Regions from separate parts of the Mus musculus genome. Here region 1 is linked to region 2. The links are chromatin contacts, called in public Hi-C maps. All regions are on one chromosome and are shown on one strand. Each heading gives the region's core, a stretch centred on a gene start, on an enhancer-like site or on the middle of the called end of the contact. The rest is flanking DNA. Distances are from core to core; before and after follow the strand shown.

Region 1 (4,124 bases), core at 87-2,586, 140 kb after region 2:
ATAAATGGACACACATGCTACTAATGTACATGCATCCTACATTTTATCATATGCTGAGATTAGTTCAAGATAATTTGAAGACTAAGGGTAAAGGCAGTGTGCTTAGTCAGGACGCTCTAGAGAAGTAGAATTGTTAGAATGAATAAGTGTATGTATTAGAGTTGCTAATCAGGCTATTGCCATACTACTCCAACAATGGCTGCCTCCCACTAGAAAGGCAAAGATTCCAGTAGTTGTTCAATCTACAAGGTTGGATGTCTCCCATCTGGTCTTCAATCTTCATTAGAATATTGAAGAAGTCGGTTCTCACACCAGTGAGGGAATGCCTCAGCCACAGGATAGGTGAACTTGCCAGTGAGAGTGAACACACTAAAAGGTAAAGCTCTCTGTCTTCCCTGTCCTTTTATTTGGGCTGTCACCAGAAGGTATGACCCAGATTTAGGGTGGGTCTTTCCATTTCAAATGATCCAACCAAGAACATGTCCACCTGCTTGGTTTTAGTTGATTCCATATATGGTCAAGTTGACTACCAAGATTAGCCATCACAGAGTGCATATATATTTGATAAGAAGACTTGAGAGCAAAGATCTGACATTACTTTCTTAGAAGTTACAAAGCATAGAAACCACATATAAAGAGAAAAGCAAAATCTACATAGGACCACACTGAAAACAGTGAAAGAGAACCCACGAACCTGACTAGCAAATTCAAAATAATATATACTAAGGATGTTCTATAACTCAAAATTCAGTGACAGTTTTTAAAAAGAAAAATAAATTAGGAAAATCCACTTGAGGAGACAACCAAACCCCATGAAGATGTTCAGCAACATCACTGGGTGCATGTGAGATCAAACCACTGTAAGGCTCCATTTGCTTTCCATTACAGTGGCCCTCAGGTGAAAACAACCCGAATATCCATCAAGTAGTGGATAAGGAAATAGACATGGAAAACAAAACATGGTGAAATGATACAATTAAACACTGCTTTGCTATAAAAATAATGAAGTGATATATATATTAAGTTAAAGGTGGACCCTGAAAATATTCAAAAAAAAAAAAACAAAAACAAAAGCAAAAACCAATCAGGGTAGAAAGATACCATTCCCAGGGCTGCGTTCTAAGTCATCTACAAGCAAGTCAACATGTTACAGGATGAGGGGGAATGACTTCTAGCTGGAGGAGGTTTCTTTGTAGGATGAAACTGTTTTAATTCTAGTGGTGGTTGTGCAGCTCGAATGCAGTAGAAATCTGAAATTTGTGCCCTTGTAATCACATAAATTATTAACTAACACTTGGTTGTGACTGCCTCTTGGCAGGGCTCTTATCCAAGCTTAGCTATGCCCCAGGGACAGCGTACCTGGAATACTGCACTGTTAGAACACCAGGATGGGGAAGCTGCAGTCCTGATGAGAAGTGGGCAAAGATGTACCCCAGAAGCAACAAGCCAGTACCCAGTAATGTGGAATTTCTTAATGCCGTGGTAATGCTTTAAAAAGAGACGTGGAGGGAATACAATTCTGGATTTACTTGCTCTGGGATCCCAAAAAACCAGAAGTATTTTCTGAGAAAAGGAGACACAGATACAAGCAGATGCAGAGGAGACCAACGATATATCTGAAGTTGTTAGACAAAGGGAAGCTTTGGAGCTGCTCTGGATACCCTACACGAAGGGGGACAACAGAGGTGGTTCAGCCCCTCAACTAATGCTGTGCCATGAGTTTAGATGGATCAACCTCTCCCAGGAGGAGTACCACCAGGGAGTGTGTAGGCAGCGGCTGAGCAGAGTAGGTGGTAGTAACCCTGTACACTGCAAAGGGATCTACTGGGAAGGCTTGCGATACTTTACAAGACCCACTCTGACTGATGTAGCTTCCAGGTAAAGCAGTGTGTGTGCATCTGCCTCCAATACTGCACACAAGTTTAGAAAGACTGGTCCAATGATAATTATGAGCTGCTTGCTTCTCCAGAGTCATATTAAATTGATGTATTTCTTTTGGCCTGGGTTTAAGAAACACATTTTAAATTCTCTGAGCGTGAAGCAAAGCAAAATATCAAATCTGCCCCATAACGGATTAGCCTTTGTTGCTTTTGCCTGGAAGATTAGCTGACACTGTGCTGTGCTCCCTAGTCCCTGACAATGCAGCGTTTGATGATGGCATCACTGGCCAGCGCGAGTGAAGGTTCTCGGGTTACTTTACTGCTCAGAGATGCTTGGGCTGTATATTCTTATCTTTTTTGGTATAAAACCAGATTTAACTTTTCAGTTTAAACAGCCTTTGCGTTTTTTGTTAGACATCTATGTAAACTATACCTTCATGGAGAAAATAGACAATAATCCAGATATCACACTGTATCTATTGAAATATTTCTATTTTCTCACTTATTATTATTAAAATACTTCAGAGATGCATTTTCTTCTGTTTACTTTCTAAAGTATTATTCTCTCTCTCTCTCTCCCCTCTCTTCCTTCCCCTAACCTTCCTTCCCCCTCTCTTCCTCTGTTTCCATAGAGACCTACAAAGCCAGTACTATTCACCCTTCTACCTTCTCAGACCAAAGCAATGCCTGTTCTAAGGAGCGACCTGTGTAGAGCCTACAGCTGTCTCTCACCTATAGCTATTCTGTGTACCTCTCTTGACCCTCTAAAACTAGAGAGCATTTTCTCCTGTACTGCTTGCCTGTCAAGGAGGATATAGAGCAGAGCTGCAGCTGGTCTCATGGTCATTGTTTCAGAGAGAAGCAAACAGCTAAGTTCACCAGCAGTTTTGTGTCTGACTGAAGACCACTGACTGTGTAGGTTTAAGTCATGTCAATGCAGAAAATTTCCAGAGACTAGAGACAATGGTCAGTGCTCAGCCCTATGCAGGCTGCAGGAGCTCTGGCGGCCAAGACAAATGGGAGGAGAGGACAGAAAGATGCTCAGATCAGGAGAACTTAATGTTCTTCTAAGAATGACCCATTACCCATTTTCTATAAAAACTGTGTTCTTGTACTTTTACAAAATACTGCCATTAGTGCTGTGCTGGATTCCTTGGGAAGAAAATAGCAAGGCCCTTTTAATTTCTCTAGTCTTAGGAAGACAACATCTGTCCACACATGCCTTGGAAACCATGATGCCATCCAGCTGTTCATGTCTACATGTTTTTCTATGGCAGGGGAACAGGAGCAGAGGTATACCAAGGGCCCTCCCCATCACTAGGAGAAGAAGTCCAGGGGCAAACTATCATGATCTCAATCCAGAGCAGTGATGTGGAGCCAGCCACTTTGCATCTGATGACACAGTCCAGGAGGAAAACAGATAGAATTCTTCAGTTTTCTTTGATATATTTTTGCATTGCTCCTGGTAGACCCCAGAGCCATGCATACATTAGAGAAGTACTGTACCATTGAGCTGTGACCCTGACTCTAACAAAAAAACAAAACCTTTTAAATTGTCTGGCTGCATCTTAACATGTAAAGTAAAAATGACTCCTTTCAGCCCTACAGCAACAGACCTCAGCCTCCTGCTCCTTGGTGATCCCAGCCCAGTGGCTCGTGTTCGTCAGCGGCTGCTGTTTATGGATCGGTCCCTTCTTACCTGCAGCCTTCTCCTTTCATCTTTTGTCTCTTCTCTTCCACAAGTGGATATTATTCACTCATTCTCCCAGCTCTTGATTCTCAAGGCTTCAAGCCCTCCCACCACACAGACTGTGCCTAACGCTCAAACAACTTAGCTGGAAGGCAGCTCTTCTAGAAGTGAGTGAGGAAAAAAATGACTGAGAGAAGGGCCATTTCCCTGGCCAAGGCTGTTGGGTAGAGTTCTGAGAATCCTTTGACCATCTGATGCATCACTTGTCACACACTTAAATCGGTATGGTATTAAATTGTGTCAAGTATTAACAAGTCAGAGGTCCAAAAACCTTGGGAATAAAATTTTTTCTCTGGGAAGCATTCTGGGCTCTTTCTAGGGAGCCACTGACTGGTGTTTTAGTCAGTGATGGCCTTGACTTAGGGAGGATAAGGCTGGAGCTGAGTCAGCTCCTGGGATACTCAGCTGGAGGAGATAAGGCCAGAGCTGCGCTGGTCTCTGAAACTCATCAAGGCCTCACCAAATATAATGGAACCAACATAGCAGGCAGTCAA
Region 2 (4,522 bases), core at 7-2,506:
TTCAAAGGAAGATGGCTGATGCACGACTTAGTTGATATTGTGTACTGTGGGTTCAACCCTCACACAAGAGCAAGGGGCCATGCAACTGTGAGGTCAAACATGTTGCTTGTAGCCTGTGCAGACCAGCTCAGAACTTCCCCCAGATCCTACAGAAACAGGAAGGGAGCTCCAGAACACTAGACCCCACTTCCATGTCATTAGGAACCGGAGTTCATATCAAGCTCTTCCCTTGCAGTGTTGCTGCCCCTGGCTGCACACGAGTCAGTGGGTAGACATGCTAAGATTCTCACATATGGCCTCTTGAAGACTCTTATGTGTACTGTTCTAGTCCCTGGAGTGACAGGAAGACTGGCTGACCATGAGTAAGCCAGAGACAGAAGCACAAGTAGACCGGCAGTGGAATCTCTAGCAGGCAGTGCTGTGCTGTGCTTTGCTCTTCCTAGGTTAGGGCCTTGACCAGGATCTATTCCGGGATATTGCCAAGTGCAGCACCAAAGACACACATAGAATCCTGAGGACTGTGTGGAGATAGACCATGCAAACCTGCCCTTAAGGTGGAATCCTAAAGGTCTTAGATTTGGTGTCCTGAAGTGCAAGACTGCGTGTCAGAGATGAAGAAGCAGAAACTACGTAGAAGTTCTGCACTTCTTCCTCCACGGTAGATGCTGTAACACCATATGCATCCCAGAAGGACACACTTGGCAAGAGCATTCAGGTCTGGAGTCTGGATCAAATTAGTAGCAAGTGTGGGTTCTGTATTGATCTGTGTGAGTACCATGGTCACAGAAGGTAAGGACTCTTGACAAGGATCAAGAAGTCATTTGCTCACCGACCCTGTGCTACAGCATGAATGGCCTTCGATGCTGGATACAGAATTGAAATCCATCCTTGATATTACATTATTTTATGCAACTGCATTTTATTATTACTACAATCATCATGTGAGTCCATGGGGAAAACATCATGATAATTTCACTTTGAGGAAGTGAAGTGACAATGTTTGTAGTGAGTTTTCAGGTACCAGGGACAAAAGCAGGTTCCTTTTCTGTCTCAGGATTTCTCTACCTCTGAACACAGGCTGCTTGAATATTCTGTATAATGCTCTATCCTGTTCATGGCAGGTGCTAAGCAGCAATTTGGGCCCCCATAATGGACATCCCGAAGTGGCAGAGTACCCTACCCTTCCAGGTACTAGTGAGGAAAAACCGTCTTCAGTTATCTCCATATGTCCCCTAGAGGGCAGACTTGTCCTGGCTGAGATCTTTGTTCTGGAAAAAGGAAGGGCACAGGGAAGAGTTCTAGACAAAGTTGCTGTCTGGGAGTACTTATCAACTGGTTGAGAGACTGGGTCACAAAAGAGCATAGCCTAAGAGGCTCAGATATGGCAGTTTGGAAACAGCTATGAGAAAAAGACTGCTCATTTTTAGAAGCCTTTGATGAGCCTTCACTTCTTCATTGTGGGCTCTGGAACGAAGGGAGGCCAAAGCTGAGCTGGCACAAGGTATGTGGAAAGCAGGTTTCTAGAAATGTTCGTATGCTTAGTAACAGAAATTCAGATATGACCCAGTAGAATCCATGTGTATGAATGAGCTCAAGCCTGAGGCCCCAAAGACCAGACCACATTGCCATCATCCATGTCCAACGACACATCATCAAACTGAAGCTTTATACAACAAGTGAAACTCCAACAGGTCAGGGCTTCCTAAGTGCTGATCAGCAGCAGCTGATCTGAAGGGAACCAAGCTAGCCCGAATGGACAATAGGGACACCCTTTCTGCTCTATTCTGCAAGAGAAACCACAGGAAGCTGTTTCCTGTGAGAGCCATGGGGTTCTGTAATACAGGGTCCCTTGATCCTGCTCAAGCCACCCACAGAGACCACTCTTCTGCTCTGTGGGTCTGCTGTAGGCTTTTATGCTTTGTCCTTGCTAATAAAAGCCAATGAGATCTCTAAACTAAATCTACTGGCGTCCCGCGTTCACAGCAGCATTCCCCACAGGCACAAACATCACTCATTTGTAATTAGCAAAGTAGGTCTTTATAAATATTATGTGAAAGAGCATTGGCTCTTCACATTGGCAAAGGATTTCCTAACACTTATGTAATTTGGAGAACCCTCAGATGATGATGGAAATAATCCAGTGATTTCTACTGCTCACACAGGCGGCATAATCAATACAGCTGGAATCCAGGACAGCATTTCATTCCTGGATGCATTCTACCAACGTGCGGAGTGTACTCTCCCCAAAACCACTCAGGTTTGAAACTACGGTTCTTTTCATTCTGTTCTAGTGTTGTAGGTTTTTTTCTCTTCAAGGAGATTATGAAAACCCATCCTGTGTTTTCCTCTTTCTCCTTCCCTCCCCGTCTGTCTGTCTCTGAATCATAGCTGCCAAGCACCATTTCACTGGACATTTTGCTGTGTGGGTTCTAGGGCTTGTAAACACCCAGAGACCCCAAACTAGCAAGCAGGAAGGCAGATCATATAGGCAGACCTTCATTTCCAGCACAGCTGGTGGGTGCTGCCTACTCTCACACATATCTGAATAGCTGCAAAGGAACAGGCACAGAGCCGCAGGCATTCCCTGCATCTTACCTTTGTCTTACCGTCAAAGCAGGTGAATCCCAGAGCAAAATCCACCGTGAAGCACAGCGTCTCCCCTTGCCAGCTGCACAGATATGTTTTGGACTAGAAAAGAGTATTAATTTTGAGTGAGAGCTCTGTGATAGTTCTGGTTAGCCATAGCAAGGCAGTTGGCACATTAGCTACTTTTAGCCAAAGGACACTGTTTTCAGTCTGAACTCAGCAACTATGTAGAATAAAAAGGCAGGTTTGGGGGTTGCAGGGAACTGCAGAGACACATGTAGGCACTGGGATCTTCCTTGCTTTCGTTTTTAGACAGACAAAGGATGTCTTTAAAGGCATCAGCTAAACAAAACCAAATCATTGAAACATTCCAACAAATATTTGTTCTTCGTTGTTCTTTTAAAAACACTCACTGGACATCTACGTGCTTCAAGTGTTTCACGGTAGTCTATGGCGTATATAGGGCATGTAGAAAGGAACAGTCCTAAAACTGGTGAAGTTGTTTTTTGTCAACTTCAGTTTGTAGGTAAAGTTACCCCAGTCTACAGATGACCTGATGCCATCATTTCTGTGGGAGAAATCGGGGTGCTTTTCACGGGATAGAGATGAAGGTCTTGCTTAGGGACGATGATGGGGCAGGACTTGGTTTTCTGACTCTCTGACATATGTACTCAACACTGGGAAGTCAGGAGGAGCCCATCTCACGTCTGCACTGCTTCTTATCCCTCTACCCAGGGTGCCCTGGGCATCCTCTGCACAGTTACTGACTCTGCCGCTTAGATCTACTCTATTATATTCTCATCCTAGTAACAAGACAGATGCCTTGAATATCATTAAACCATACCAGGGATCCCTGGGGAGGTTGTCACTACATCTTGGCTCCATTCTCTCCTTCACCTCTTACAATGGGCACAGAGAGCAGGCCCACAAAGAAAGGACCCTGTCCGACATAGCTTTACAACCCTTCGTCTCTTTTAGGCTTCACTCAGCTTCCCAGTACTGCCATGTATTCATATCTGCTTCTTGAAACCATGCACACAGCAGCTGCCCACTGCCCCCTCTTCAGGCTATCAGTGTTTTGATGCTGGTAGGAAATGGAAGTTCTAATAAGGGCTCCAGCTCTTCTCTTAGCTCACCTTCCCTAACTTGACTCAGAGCAGAAGAAGTGCTGGGCTTCCTTTTGCAAGTCCATGGCAATTTACGTTCTCATAGTTTTTAGGACTCACTACATGTCTAGAATGTAAATGTAGCGATTATAAACTGGGAGAAAACATTTCTAGGGGACCACTGCCTTCTTGTATCCCAAGCTCTGATGTCATGAGAAGAGTAGAGCTGTGAACCCCTGGGGATACAGCCTGCTCTTTGGAGGGTAGGCAAACACTGTTGTAGAATGTTACAAGCTCATATGTTTCCCCAGCCCCTCGGGGTCTCAGGAAGGACAGGGGAGAGACACGGAAGGTTTGTGCAGAGACTCATCCCTGTGGAATCTCACAGCAGAGCCAGCCAGTGGTTGCCAGACACACAGCCTCTCCTCATTCAGATCTTCAGAGTCTGGCATGGTGTGTGTGCATATGTGCGTTACATCTCAGTACCTCCATTGTGTTGTATAGTAAATCCTTTTCTTCAATATGTTGGAAAAAACCTCAAGTTGACATCTGTTTCCCAGTCCTTTGAAAAGAGTAGGCTTCATGGGCCAACCAGTGGGAGTAGGATATCAGAGTAGTGGTCATAAACATGACCATGTTAAAGGCACCCTTGTGGGCTATTTACATTTAAAAAATACACAAGCAGCTTAAACATTTGAATGTTACCTAAAGGGAGAATTTTTATGACACATGTTTGGAGTTGTTCAAGATATATAGGCTATAAGAATGACTTGCTGAATAGCTTTAGATCTGCTGGTTAAAGTATGGATAAAAGTTACACACAGAACACT

Evidence for each region. A called contact is a pair of places that touch in the nucleus more often than the background predicts.
Region 1: a contact with region 2 is called in a Hi-C map of liver, with 2.8 times the contacts expected there. The contact joins two enhancer-like sites. A contact is called at or near these places in 2 of 484 Hi-C or Micro-C datasets (both in liver), 1 of 115 datasets of contacts at active chromatin or transcription factors (VIP interneurons) and 1 of 9 other capture datasets (adipose tissue).

The regions. Positions count from the first base shown.
Region 1 is chr12:30,335,190-30,339,313 of GRCm38.p6, forward strand. All of the region lies in intron 1 of Sntg2 (syntrophin, gamma 2), which reads right to left. Among named protein-coding and RNA genes, the nearest start is that of Sntg2, 36 kb to the right of the region's middle. Within about 2 kb of position 1,337, at least 4 of the 459 cell types and tissues checked have an H3K27ac peak or open chromatin away from gene starts, as enhancers often do. A contact at or near this core is called in liver, where this site is marked.
Region 2 is chr12:30,198,680-30,203,201 of GRCm38.p6, forward strand. It overlaps Sntg2 (syntrophin, gamma 2), which reads right to left. Exons shown (of 17, transcript NM_172951.3): 15 at 2,596-2,688. Among named protein-coding and RNA genes, the nearest start is that of Gm32084, 55 kb to the left of the region's middle. Within about 2 kb of position 1,257, at least 6 of the 459 cell types and tissues checked have an H3K27ac peak or open chromatin away from gene starts, as enhancers often do. A contact at or near this core is called in liver, where this site is marked.